4 separate regions of the Mus musculus genome follow, and all the other regions are linked to region 1. A link is a contact called in public HiChIP or PLAC-seq data. All regions are on one chromosome and are shown on one strand. Each heading gives the region's core, a stretch centred on a gene start, on an enhancer-like site or on the middle of the called end of the contact. The rest is flanking DNA. Distances are from core to core; before and after follow the strand shown.

The links. HiChIP or PLAC-seq counts read pairs in DNA pulled down with a chosen protein or histone mark.
Region 2: an H3K27ac HiChIP or PLAC-seq map of SST interneurons shows a contact between it and region 1, with 5 times the contacts expected there. The contact joins the enhancer-like site here to the promoter of Pik3r4 in region 1. A contact is called at or near these places in 3 of 39 promoter capture datasets (embryonic stem cells, hippocampal neurons and neural stem cells), 2 of 484 Hi-C or Micro-C datasets (cerebral cortex and forebrain), 22 of 115 datasets of contacts at active chromatin or transcription factors (the NIH/3T3 cell line, SST interneurons, VIP interneurons and 13 more) and 2 of 9 other capture datasets (adipose tissue and embryonic stem cells).
Region 3: an H3K4me3 HiChIP or PLAC-seq map of embryonic basal ganglia shows a contact between it and region 1, with 3 times the contacts expected there. The contact joins the enhancer-like site here to the promoter of Pik3r4 in region 1. A contact is called at or near these places in 5 of 39 promoter capture datasets (embryonic stem cells, frontonasal cranial neural crest, hippocampal neurons and 2 more), 2 of 15 datasets of contacts at CTCF or cohesin (large pre-B cells and pro-B cells), 1 of 484 Hi-C or Micro-C datasets (forebrain), 21 of 115 datasets of contacts at active chromatin or transcription factors (the 230-238 cell line, SST interneurons, embryonic basal ganglia and 9 more) and 2 of 9 other capture datasets (adipose tissue and embryonic stem cells).
Region 4: a contact with region 1 is called in an H3K4me3 HiChIP or PLAC-seq map of embryonic forebrain, with 5 times the contacts expected there. The contact joins the enhancer-like site here to the promoter of Pik3r4 in region 1. A contact is called at or near these places in 1 of 39 promoter capture datasets (embryonic stem cells), 2 of 484 Hi-C or Micro-C datasets (the N1E-115 cell line and cerebral cortex), 14 of 115 datasets of contacts at active chromatin or transcription factors (astrocytes, embryonic basal ganglia, embryonic forebrain and 7 more) and 2 of 9 other capture datasets (adipose tissue and embryonic stem cells).

What each region holds. Positions count from the first base shown.
Region 1 is chr9:105,641,559-105,644,661 of GRCm38.p6, reverse strand. Pik3r4 (phosphoinositide-3-kinase regulatory subunit 4) reads right to left here and starts at 1,667. Exons shown (of 20, transcript NM_001081309.1): 1 at 1,272-1,667; 2 at 1-466. The coding sequence starts at 425.
Region 2 is chr9:106,037,774-106,040,598 of GRCm38.p6, reverse strand. Col6a4 (collagen, type VI, alpha 4) reads left to right here. Exons shown (of 38, transcript NM_026763.2): 19 at 1-27. Among named protein-coding and RNA genes, the nearest start is that of Col6a4, 58 kb to the left of the region's middle. Within about 2 kb of position 1,493, at least 20 of the 459 cell types and tissues checked have an H3K27ac peak or open chromatin away from gene starts, as enhancers often do. A contact at or near this core is called in SST interneurons, VIP interneurons, cerebral cortex and 1 more, where this site is marked.
Region 3 is chr9:105,983,599-105,986,576 of GRCm38.p6, reverse strand. No RefSeq gene overlaps it. Among named protein-coding and RNA genes, the nearest start is that of Col6a5, 24 kb to the right of the region's middle. Within about 2 kb of position 1,371, at least 14 of the 459 cell types and tissues checked have an H3K27ac peak or open chromatin away from gene starts, as enhancers often do. A contact at or near this core is called in SST interneurons and embryonic basal ganglia, where this site is marked.
Region 4 is chr9:106,114,420-106,117,522 of GRCm38.p6, reverse strand. No RefSeq gene overlaps it. Among named protein-coding and RNA genes, the nearest start is that of Col6a4, 19 kb to the right of the region's middle. Within about 2 kb of position 1,527, at least 20 of the 459 cell types and tissues checked have an H3K27ac peak or open chromatin away from gene starts, as enhancers often do. A contact at or near this core is called in embryonic basal ganglia and embryonic forebrain, where this site is marked.

The DNA of each region.
Region 1 (3,103 bases), core at 418-2,917:
GATTTGTGCGCTTGGTCCACGGCCGTCAGGATCTGGAAGGCGATCCAGCGCTTCTCGATGTTGTTTAGGAACGGGCGGGTACTGATGCGATCGTAGAGGTTGTCTCTCACATACTGCCGGAACAGCATGGCTGCTTTCTCAGACGCCTTTTCTGCTGCTTTCTGGAAGGGGAGGCAGTTCTGGGCGGAGTGGAGCCTGATTTTCAGTTCCTCCAGCTCCTGTTTATAACTAGTTAAGGGTAACGTGGGATCCTGAATTGCAAAGACCTTCACAACCACCAGGCCTTCCCGGTGCTTGGCTCGAGCGACTTTAAAAAACCGAGTGCTTCCCAGGCTCTTATCATACTCAAAGTCATGGATGTCTGAGAAATAACTCTCTACAGACAGGATCTGGGAAGGAGCGATGCCAGCCAGCTGATTTCCCATAATGCCCAGCACCTCTGGGACAGCAGCTTAACACAGAACACCTGGGTAAAAGGATGTCGAGCAGGAGAGAGATTAAAATGGAGAGAAACAAAGAAACAGTGAAATCGCCATTATTTGGCCTTTTCCTAAAAGACATCTGTACCTTTACCTACTATGTGTGTGAATGTGAGTCCCAGATCTGTCTCAAATTCAGAAAAAATTATCTAAGTAGATTTTATTACTTTTATCTAAAAATATGGTGCTACGTCATGTCATTCTTTCCAGCCGCTAAACTGTTTAATTACATACATGCCTTCAACATTTTATTTTAGAGATAAGGTCTGTGTAGCCCAGGCTTGGCATGGAACTCTCTATGTAGCCCGAGAAGTGAGTTTGAACTCCAGATCCTCTAGCCTCCACCTCGTAAGGGCTGAGATCCCACTATGCACAACGTAGTCCCTTCAACATTAAGCTAAAAATGTTAAAAACATGCATTCACTGTGTGATACTATTAAAGTCGTAAAAGTACCGTATGCCTCGGTCCTTGTCCGGGAAAACTAGTTTACTTGCAAGTAAGAAACACGCTAAACGCTTAAAAGAACGAATCACATGATACAAACGGATCATTTTAAGTCCTGGGAGGATCAATCAGATCTATAGAATTAGCATCAACTGGGCCTTGCATCCTCGCAGTGATGTCTCCCTCCTCCTAAACCAAGGCAAACTCCTCCAGTTTGCAACAAGAAACCCCGCCAGAAACATTCAAGAAAAGTAAGCCGAAATGCACACTGCCCCAAGTTACCTAACCCCACATTTTGCAGGAACTGTCTCCCTACCCCATAGTTGAGCACTCAGGAAAACATTTACCCCAGGCCTCTGGCAACTCAAAAGTCGCTGAAAGATCCCAGGGAGGTCTTGGCAGAGCTCCGAGGGGCTTGGGCGTGAACGGAAGCCGGCCAGGAGAATGTTTTCTGTGAGGGGTCTTCTTTCAGACACGGGACCGGGGTAGTTGGGGCAGGAGCGCAGACACGTCCGAGATCTAGAGCTGGGGGTGAACAACTGGGAGAGCAAACACACTCGGGACTCCGGACACCCAGCAGCCTCGCTGCCGGCTCCTCCCCTGCCGCCCTGGGCCCCCGCGGGTTCGAGTCCCCGGATCCCAGGGCCTTTGCAGCAGCCCTGGACAGGGACAGGGACAGGGACAGTGCCCGTCCAGGAAGACGACTTCACCTGCGGCAAACGCTGAACTCCCGGGAAAGCCTCCGGGTTGACCTCACTTCCTGTTGAGATCGGAAGTGACGGACGGAGGCTTGAGGAAGCGTTCAGTAGGAAGCCGGTTGCTAGGAAACAAGGGAAGGAAGCGTGGCCTCGCTGCCTCAAGCAGGAGGTGCTTTTCTTCACTAACTCTGTGACCAATGGCTCTAAGTAAACTTACCCACGTACTTAGAAAACCTAGCTCCCCCACTAAGTTGGATTTCAACTTTATTGAGTGAGAAGCTATGTGTCATAAAGTTCGTCGGTTTAAAAAGTGCACAATTGGGGTGACACGAACCTTTAATCTCATTACTCAGGAGAGGTAGATGGATTTGTTAGAGGCTAGCCTGTCTATAAAGAGAGATCCTCTCTCCAAAAAAAAATGTATGTATGTATGTATGCATGCATGCATATTTTGTATGTACACACACAAGTTATCTCGGTATGGCAGAGCCAAAGCTGTCATGGCTTCACAGCAGGAGTAAATCTTACAGTGAACCTACACAACACCTGGCATTTTAAGTCAACCATTGGTTGGGGAAGTGTATGCACCCTACCTCTCTGTGATAAAGACTTGGCTTCTAATGTATTCTAGGAGAGAAACCACTTTCTTCAATTGACTCCCTACTGAGTGCCCACCAGACTCCAATGGATAGCCCCAAACTCACTGCCTAAACTCAGTGAGTCTTGGAAAAAAAATATTTGAAAGTGCTGGTTAATTAGGGGTGGGGGTATTACAGTAATCACATTATACATGTATAAGATTGTCAAAAAATCAAGTTAAAACCATTTTTCAAAGTGTCAAGATTGGCTGGTTTTAATTCTTTATTCATTCTATTTTTGAAAGCAAGGTCTCGTTCTGTATTTCAGGCTAGCTGAAATACATCCCCCTGCCCCAACTTACTGGGTGCTGGAATTACCTGGGTGCATCATGGTAAAAAGAATGGGTCTTTGCTGGAGTTGTGTTCTAATTTTCTTGCTTTTGCTACTGTGCTGGTTCGAATGAGAATGGCTCCCAAAGGGTTGTATATTTGAATATCTAGTCCCTAGTGGGTGGGCTATTTAGAGGACTAGAAGGTGTGGCTTTATTGGGGGAGGTGTGTCACTGGCTTTGAGGTTTAAAAAGCCTAGGCCAGGCCCAGTGTCCCTCTCTTGCTGCTGCCTGTTGACCAGGCTGTAACTCTCAGCTCCTGCCTGCCAGCTGCGATGATTGATCCCTGCCACGGTGATCTTTGACTAACCCTCTGAAACCTTAAACTGTAGCCTCCCATAAGCCTGAAGCAGGCTAAGCCAGAACTTGATCTTGCTGCCACTAAGGAGATTATCTAGGGTGGAGCCTAGAGCACTCTATTGTTCTGCCACTGCCGCTGTTCCCCTTCAAGATACTGCTACCTGCTGAGAGGCCCCAGAACTATTCTAGAGACTACACCCTATTCTGCATGTCA
Region 2 (2,825 bases), core at 244-2,743, 400 kb before region 1:
GGAGAAAAGGGAAGGCGTGGACATCAGGTAAGATGGTTGGAGGTTCATGTAGGGATGCCAGACAGGCTCTTTCAGAACACATGGATACTTTGCTGAATCCCCATTGGCTGAATCCCCACTGGCTGAATCCCCATTGGCCGAATCCCCATAGGAGGTGGGGCAAAGCCACAGGGTTCCCATCTTCCATGGACTCAGGAGCCCTGAATGCCAACCTCCCCTTACTGCCTAATCCTTGAGTTCTTGTCTTTACCATTTCTTTTTCCTACACAAGTTCCCACCCCCTTGTTACTGCATGCTAGTAATGGTTTTAAAGTGACCTTAAGCCTATTCAGTCTTTAGGTTCTTGCCTAAAATGAAAGCCTCAACTCAGGGAGGTCTCGACTCTTCTCTGCTGTGAGTTTCCTGGCATGCTGTGCTGATCTCAAAGTCATTATGCAGCTGGCTCGCTTTCCATCATAGCCGGAGCTGACTGGTGCAAATTGGGTGGTAGACAGTTGTAAAGATGAGATGTCTGTCTAGTTCTGAAGACTGGAGCCACCACAGTGGAAGACATTAGAGAGAGCAAAGAGACTTGTCAGCTTGACGGATGCTAATGTCTCCGAAGCCAGTTTTAGATTTTCATGTCTCAGACATTAAAATGCACGATTCTGAAACATGCCTAAGATAATGAGTGTCCCAGTCCTCATATCTCATGGTTCCCAATTTCTGGGCATGCGATCTGGATAGCAAATATCTGCAACTGGAGGGGAACCTTGACTTTGAATTCCTATTTTGGATCCTTTGATAAAACCACAGGGCTTAGATTGTGGCTAGCTAGAATCCATGTTATGTATATCCAGGTCCTGAGTGGAATTCAGCTTGGGACAAGGTCATTTCTATGTCACTGTGTGGGAAAGCGGTTTCACCCAGTCATTAGTTATGGTTGTATTATACAAATAGCATTGGGTTGTTTCCCCTCAGTAGGTTAAGGTCAGAGAGCCATGTGAATGGCTGCTCCCTGGGACTGAGCTAAGCACACATAGCGGAATCCACCCTTAGCAGCTCCTAGGCCTCAGGATCCTCATTTGGAAGATGGGTAGATGAACCATCTGGTTTCTGTGAGTCATTGGTTGTCATGGTAAGAAATGTCATGAAGACAGCAGAGCCATAGAATGCTCATGGCTTGCTGCTAGAAAGGAATCCAGGCTTCTGAACACACTGTTCAGTGTGGTGGCCATCACAGCACCACAACTGTAGTGAGAGCCTCAGGGCCACAGCTTCCAAAGGCCTCCATCCTTGACTTTAGCCTGTTAGCCTTGACTCCATTCTTGTGTGTGGAACAGAAATTGTAACTGTTTCAGATTGTGCCCTGTATGATTGAATTTTGTGTCTCTTGTGGTTTCTTTTCTTATGCTGGGCTCAAAGAAGGGTGTTAGTGAATATCCTTTGAATAGACTTAGATGATAGTAAATTACTCCTTTACATAAGCCATGCTTGATTAGATTCTGCCAGCGATTAGAAGATAGACCGCTAGGGGGCAGTATTTCCTTGCTATTATTTCCGAGAGGCCCTGGGATCAGTGTCACAGTTAAGTCTGGAAAATTCCTCCGAAATAGTGTTTCCAACAAAGCAGAGAAATTGTATTACATACCTAGTGTGGGAAGGAGTGGAGAACCAATTGTGCAGGTCAGGAGTGGAAAAGCAATCTCAGACACACACACACACACACACACACACACACACACACACACACACAGAGAGAGAGAGAGAGAGAGAGAGAGAGAGAGTGAGAGAGAGAGAGAGAGAGAGAGAGAGAGATAAGAGAGACAGAGAGAAATTCCAATGCCTGTGAGTTGATATCTTCCTTAAAGCTGATCAGGGGACAATAGAAAGACTTAGCTCCAATTATTATTATTGTAGTGATTTTAAAAATAACTAAAAATTAGACTGGGACTGCGGCTCAGTTGGTAGAGTACTTGTCTAGCAATGTACAAACCCCACCATGTATAAGCTGGGCATGGTGGTACACATCTGTAAGGCCAGCACTTGGGAGGTAAAAGGCTGGAGGACTGGAAGCTGAAACTCACCCTTGGCCCCATAGTGAGTTCTAGGTCACTCAGGCTGTATACATGAGACCCTGTCTCAGAAAAGGTCAGAGATGAAATAGTCAGCATTTAATAATCAAAGATGACTCTTATACACGCTTGCTTTCACATGGTGTAGTCGTGTTGGGCAGTGAAACATAACAAGGAGAACTATTTCTGTTGGTGGTTTGATAGTCTTACTATGTAGCCCAGGCTAGCCTCAACTCATTGCCTATCTTCCTGCACCGGTCTTCTAAGTTCTGGAATTACAGGCATGAGCCACCATGCTTGGTTTTCTACATATTTTCCACCCCCCTCCTTTTCCCATCCCCACCCTTTTCTTTCTGCTGGGAATTAAAACTGGGAGCTTTTGATGTCAGGCAAGTACTCCACCCGTGAGCTAGGCCATCAGTCGGAACACTGTTTCTTTATATGGAAAACATCCCTGTCGCAGTGGTAAGTGGAAAGCTCAGGTTTGCATGAGTGTATTCCACCTGAGACTGAATTTGTATGGAAAAAAACTCCCTTTCTATAACACAGAACATATGCATTGCTTTCCCTTGCCTTCTGAGTTACTGACATGGCTCATGAAAGATTCACAGTGCTTCTTATTTTGCAAAATTCTAGATCTACAGGGAAAAAAATATAGTTATAGGAATGAATTGTAACCATCACCATATCTGCTTTCGGTCCATCTGTGTGAGTGAGTGTGCACATGTGTATGGGCGTGTGTATGGGCGTGTGTATGGGCGTGTGTATGGG
Region 3 (2,978 bases), core at 122-2,621, 340 kb before region 1:
CACATACACAGTCATGTATGCATGCGTGTACACATGCATATCACAGGTTAGGCTGAAGCAGAAAGATCAGTAAGTTCAAGGTCTGTGACTGGCAACATAGTAATATCTTGTCCCATAAAACAAAATGAGTTAGCCGGGCAGTGGTGGCACATGCCTTTAATCCTAGCACTTGAGAGACAGAGGCAGGTGGATTTCTGAGTTCGAGGCCAGCCTGGTCTACAGAGTGAGTTCCAGGACAGCCAAGGCTATACAGAGAAACCCTGTCTCAAAAAACAAACAAACAAACAAACAAACAAACAAACAAAACAACAAAAAAGAAAAGAAAACAAAACGAAATGAGTTATGGTGACACATATCTGTAACCCAAGAGGATCAGGAGCTCAAGGTCACCCTCAGATACAGAGTAAGTGAGTTCAAGGTCATCCTGGGCTAGAGGAGCCTTGTATGTGTGTGTGTATACATAGTGTATACATACATAGATATATGCATCTGCATATACATACATATGCATTTTCTAAGCGGAGGCCATTTTGCCTGGGTACTCTTTGGTACTATTGGTACCAAGAATAGTACTAATCTTTGCTTGAGTTTTGTTATCTTGTAATAGACCTTTGGTCGGTCTCTCTCTCTCCCTCCCTCCCTCCCTCCCTCCCTCCCTCCCCCTCCCCCCGTGTGTTTGTGTGTGTGTGTGTGTGTGTGTATGTGTGTGTGTGTGTGTGTATTTGAGACAGGTTCTCCTCAAGTAGCACTAAGTGCCTTAGAACTCACTCCATAGAAGAGAAATCTGCCTGCTTTTGCCTCCCACCATACCTGGGTCAATCGTATGTTTTTAATGCAGCTGTTGCTATTATGATGTTGTGAAATATACCAAGACAAGGGATATGAACTCAGCATCCAACAACTTCTCTGGGCTTGATTTTCCTGGCTGAGCAGATCGCAGAGGGCACCAGTTGTTGACCATTTACATTCTCTTTAAATTCTGCTTGCAGGTGACATTGTTCTTTCTCTAGCTCATCTCCTAGGCGGCAGAGAAGCAGCCAAACAAGTGCAACCTCAGATTACCGATCCAGAGTCTAATGAACCAAACAAGTGTCTGCTTTAAAGCCCACGAGCTTTCCGATCCCACAGAAGCCATGGCACAGTCGTGTGCTCAGTCTCCTGGCGGTTGGTTTGGTCACTAGCTGCCCTAGAGTCCCTTTCTAGAGATTAAAAAACCACAAAGATATGAGGGTATAAAGCATGCAGGTGATTGGGTGAGCAGATGCCGGTCTGATCCATTGTTCCGGGACCTGCGGTAATTATGCAGCAGCTGGCTGGAATGCATAGCAAGCAGCTCCAATGAGCTGGGAAGGAAATCTTTGTTGTCATGAGTCACTGAGACGACAGGGTTGTCACCACACCATTTCCAAACCTGTCCCCAGGGATGCCCCACAGGGAACCACAGGACTACAAAAACCAGAAAGTATTTGGGGTTTTCTAGTGGAATTGAAAATTTTAAACAGCTTTAGTGAGCACCCAGCAAATTTGTTCCTAAGCATCTAACCTAGAAATTCGCCAAGACATGTGCACACCCCCATACCCTATTCTCAATGGCTCTTAAAAAAAAAATCATCCAGCTTGTGAATAACCCCAAGTGCTGGAAGAATGAGTAGCTGCCTCAGTGGGTGAGGGCACTTGGTATCATACCTTGACAGCTTGAGTTTGAGCCCATGATGGAAGGAGAGAACTGATCTCTGTAAGTTGTCTTCTGACCTCCATGTGCATGATGCAGCAAATGCACACACACACACACACACACACACACACACACACACACACACACACACACTTTAAAATCAGGATAAGCAAGGTTGAAAATAAATGAATCAAGCTGAATTAAGGTTCAGCAACAAGAATAGATCTGAAAAGATACATTTTTTTTGATAGCAGGACAAAGACAGTAAGTATAGATTGATTGCACATATTCAGCTGGTGGGTGCAGAACCATAAAGGTTTTTTTTTTTTCTTCAGCCATCTTAGCTGTCCACTGTGGCCAGCTGTAGCCAGATGCTGCAGGCTTGCGTCTGATGGAGCAGGATTCACTTGTAACATTGGTGTTTTAGCATGTTTTATCTTTCCAGAGAGATATTCATATTATCCACAAAGGCATATTTCGTGTTTTCCCTTTCAATCCTTTTACCTCTCAGCATTCTGTAACTCCTGGCAGGTGACCCCTAGATGAGACTTCAGGAGGATTTTGGATTTAAAGAGGATTCACACCCTCCTGGGGGCAGATGGGTCCAGATGCTGATCAAAGCTGAGTTTAAAATGTCAGCTTCACTGTGCGACAGGTCAACCCCAGAGCTGCCTGAGGAGATGGATGAAGTCTGAGCTCTAGCCGCACTCAGCATCTCTCTGCCTAGTTCTTCCCTTCCCACCCACAGATATGGATCTTCAGGCAGTCCCGTATAAGCATCATTCGTGCCTACCTATACCTGAGACTGCTTCCTGGGCACGCCGCTCTCTGTTCCTTTTGAGGAAGGAAAAGCCTAGAACTGTGAAGTGGAGCATGGGTGTTGACATTCTCCAGTCTCCGTCTGGAGTTGTGTAGCCATTGGTATTCACTCAGTACCTGTGCATTAAGCTGCACATTTATGTCCTATGCACCACAGAAATCTAGAACATTCCCAGAAGCGCGTATGCAGGACAAGTGAGCTGATATCATTTTGCTCGATTCAGGGAAACTGGGACATTCTATGTTGGCTCAAGGCAATTTCAGTCTTTGGTTGTGTCAGGGTTCTTCATTATGTATCTTAGTTCCAAAGGACCTGTTTCACTCATCAGAGTGCAGTAACAATGGCAGAATCCCTTAGGTTAAGAGAAGAAACTTCTAGACTGGTTTTAGGTCTTTTTCCTCTTAATCACTTTAGGAAAAATTAGAACGTGGCATTAGAATGTTTAGTCTTATTTTAATTTCCAGGTTCTATAAAAATAGCTTG
Region 4 (3,103 bases), core at 278-2,777, 470 kb before region 1:
GTGCTTGTTCATTTATTCACGGAAGAAGTCTGAATTCATTTCACTGAGCTGTCTGGGGAGCACTTGTGAATGTCTGAGCAGGTGAGTGATTCATGCAGGGTAGGAAATAAGAAAAGACTTAGCTGGGAGGGAGTGTGTGTGTGTGTGTTTTTAATATTTTAGTTTAAAAAGCAGGGGTGAATTTCAGTTGCAAAGTGTGTGGATGTGTGTGCTCTCCCTCCTGAGTGAGTATAGTAACCCCTTCCTTCCAGAGTGGAACTTAACAGACTCAGGGAGCGGTACCCCAGCTAGAAGCCCATCCACCCGTCCATCCTCAGTCCAATTAAAAGAGCCAAGTTAGTAGAGAAAAGCAGAAAAAAGAGGAAGACAGACAGAGGTTCAGTGTCCATGTCCTATCTATCTCTGGGGTCCTGACATGAGGGCAGGGCTTAAATGTAAAGCAAGAAAGATGTGTAACTAAGTTGTGCAGCCAAGGTGTGGTCCCTGTCCATCACTGCCTCAGCCCAAAGTCTCTCCAGCAAGATCATCTGATGAGTTGTAGATCTTTCTCCTGGAGACAAGTTCCTCTGCTGGGAACCCCAGATATTGTTCTTCCCAGTCAGAGATCCCTGGGGAAATGACTTTCTTGGGATCCATTCTTTCAGTGGTGTGATAACCAAAGAGCAGAGCACAAGAGGTTAAGACAAAACCGCTTCTGCACATCATTTCTGCTGGTCCAGCTTAGCCCCTGTGTGTTGCCCTCCTCTGGATGTGACCGAACATCTTTTGTGACTGCTAGGTAGAATGTATGAACAGACTGTAGTTTCACCAACCGAAGGCTAAGACTGCTGCCAGACACCATGGTCAGCAGCAGAGTGTCTCCCATGTTGTAACCGGCCCTGAACTTCTGGATTAGTAATAGCGTTTGTTCTCAGGTCTTTCAACTGTCTAACAACTTTGCCAAGAGCAGAGATGAGGACAAACTGAGGTAAGATTCAATTCTTCCCTCCCTCCCTCCCTCCCTCCCTTCCTTCCCCTCCCTCCCTCCTTGCCTCCTTCTCTCCCTCCCTCCCTCCCTCCCTCCCTCCCTCCCTCCCTCCCTCCCTCCTTTCCTCCTCCTCTCCCTCCCTCCTCTCCCTCCCTCCCTCCCTTGTTCTCTCTCTCTCTCTCTCTCTCTCTCTCTCTCAGCCTCTTTTTCTTCCTCTCCCTCTCTGCCCCCCTTTTCTTTAGAAACATAAGAGACACAAGCACGCAGTCTCTACTTCCTCTGTGGAAGCTTTGTCCACAGTTTCTCCGACACACATCCCAGTGAGAGGCAGGGTCTATGCCCCTTCCCTGAGGATCTGAGGATGTTGTCTCCGTGGCTTCTCCGTGCCTCCGTGGATAGTCGTGGCCAGGTGTGATGCTGCCACGTGATTTCTGAAGGTTCATCTGTTTCTTTTCAGAATGTCACTATGAAAGACGTTTCCAGCCAGGCTAAGACCGTCCCCTCCCCCTCCCAACTTTGATTTGCTCGTTAATGCCATGCTCCTCCTCCAATTTTACCTTGTCAATCAGAGGCCTCCCTTCTGAGCCCGGTCCCCTCACCCTCTGCTGCTTTCCTGTCAGTAATTACTGCCTGACAGGGCTGAGTTTGCCTTTGCTCCTCCCGCTCTGGAATGGAAGTGTAGCTAATGATTCTTTTGAAATTGTAAATTGGCAATTTACAGTTGTATAAATTGTTGGGGCTCCAAGCGAGGGGAGGATGTATGGATAAAGTGAGCTAAGCTGGTTACATTGGACACCGCAGAAACTCTTTGTTCTGAGAACATTTGGGTCATTCCACAGTTTTGAAATGTATCTCTCTCTCCTCTCAACTGTTATTCAGTATGAGGCCTGGAAGAACTAAAAACAATAATCCCCTGGCCTGAGATCTGTGCCTTTTGACATCACCTCCAGGTTCCCCTCACTCTCCAGCCTCGGTAACCACCTCGCTACTCTCTGCTTCTTTGAGTTTGAATGCTTCAGACTCCTTGTCTAAGTGTCATTGTCTGGTTTATTTCAGTTAGCAAAATGTCTCCAGTCCCATACAAGTCATTTCAAATGCCAGAGTTATTTACTTGTCCTGCCTCTTCCTGCTCCCTCTGCCCCCTCCTCCTGCCCCTCCTGCCTCCTCTTCTTGCCCCTTCCTGCCCTCTCCTCCTGTCCCCTTCTGCTCCTTCTTCCTGCCCCCTTCTGCTCACTCCCCTTCCTTCTCTTTTCCCCTCCTCTCCTGCTCCATGACTCTCCCTCCTCCTCCTCTCTCCTCCTCCCCTCTCTTCTCACTTCACTCTCACCTCCTCCTGTAAAAATCTTAACATCTACTTATGCACGCGCACATGTGTGTGTGTCTGTGTGTGTGTATGGTGAGGAGCTCAGGGCACAGATTTAAAAAAAATTATTTATTATATGTAAGTATGCTGTAGCTGTCTTCAGACACTCCAGAAAAGAGCATCAGATCTCGTTCTGGGTGGTTGTGAGCCACCATGTGGTTGCTGGGATTTGAACTCAGGACCTTTGGAAGAGCAGTCGGTGCTCTTACCTGCTGAGCCATCTCACCAGCCCAGGCCACAGATTTTAAGAGTTCTACTTTTACAACTTGAGTCCTACGGATTGAACTCATCATGGCTTGGTGGCAATCACCTTTGCCAACCAAGTCAGCTTACCAGCTGTTTTCTTCTTAAAAACAATTTGTAAAATGTACTCATTTATTTAACACACACAAGTGTGTGTGACTGAGTGTGTACATGTGTACCACATGTGTGGAAGCTGCAGAGATAAGGAGTCTCCTGGAACTGTAGTTACCCAGGGTTGTGAGGCTTCAGTAGGTGCTGGGAGTTGAACCCGGGGCCTTTGCAAGAACAGCAATCACTCTGGTTGGGCAGGACTATCCTTTGATCTGAACTGTCATCATTTTCAGGAATTGTGCTGGGCCTGTTGCGATTGTCACAGCCGGACCTGTTGATTATTTACCATCCCGCTTAGAAGGGGGTTGTTGGGAGAGTCAAGGGACCCTCAGCTGAATATCCCACGCAGGTGTATGCAATTTCCCCTTAATTGCATTTGGTCTTGGGGGAAGGGCTAGAGTGGAGAACAGTGAGGGGAC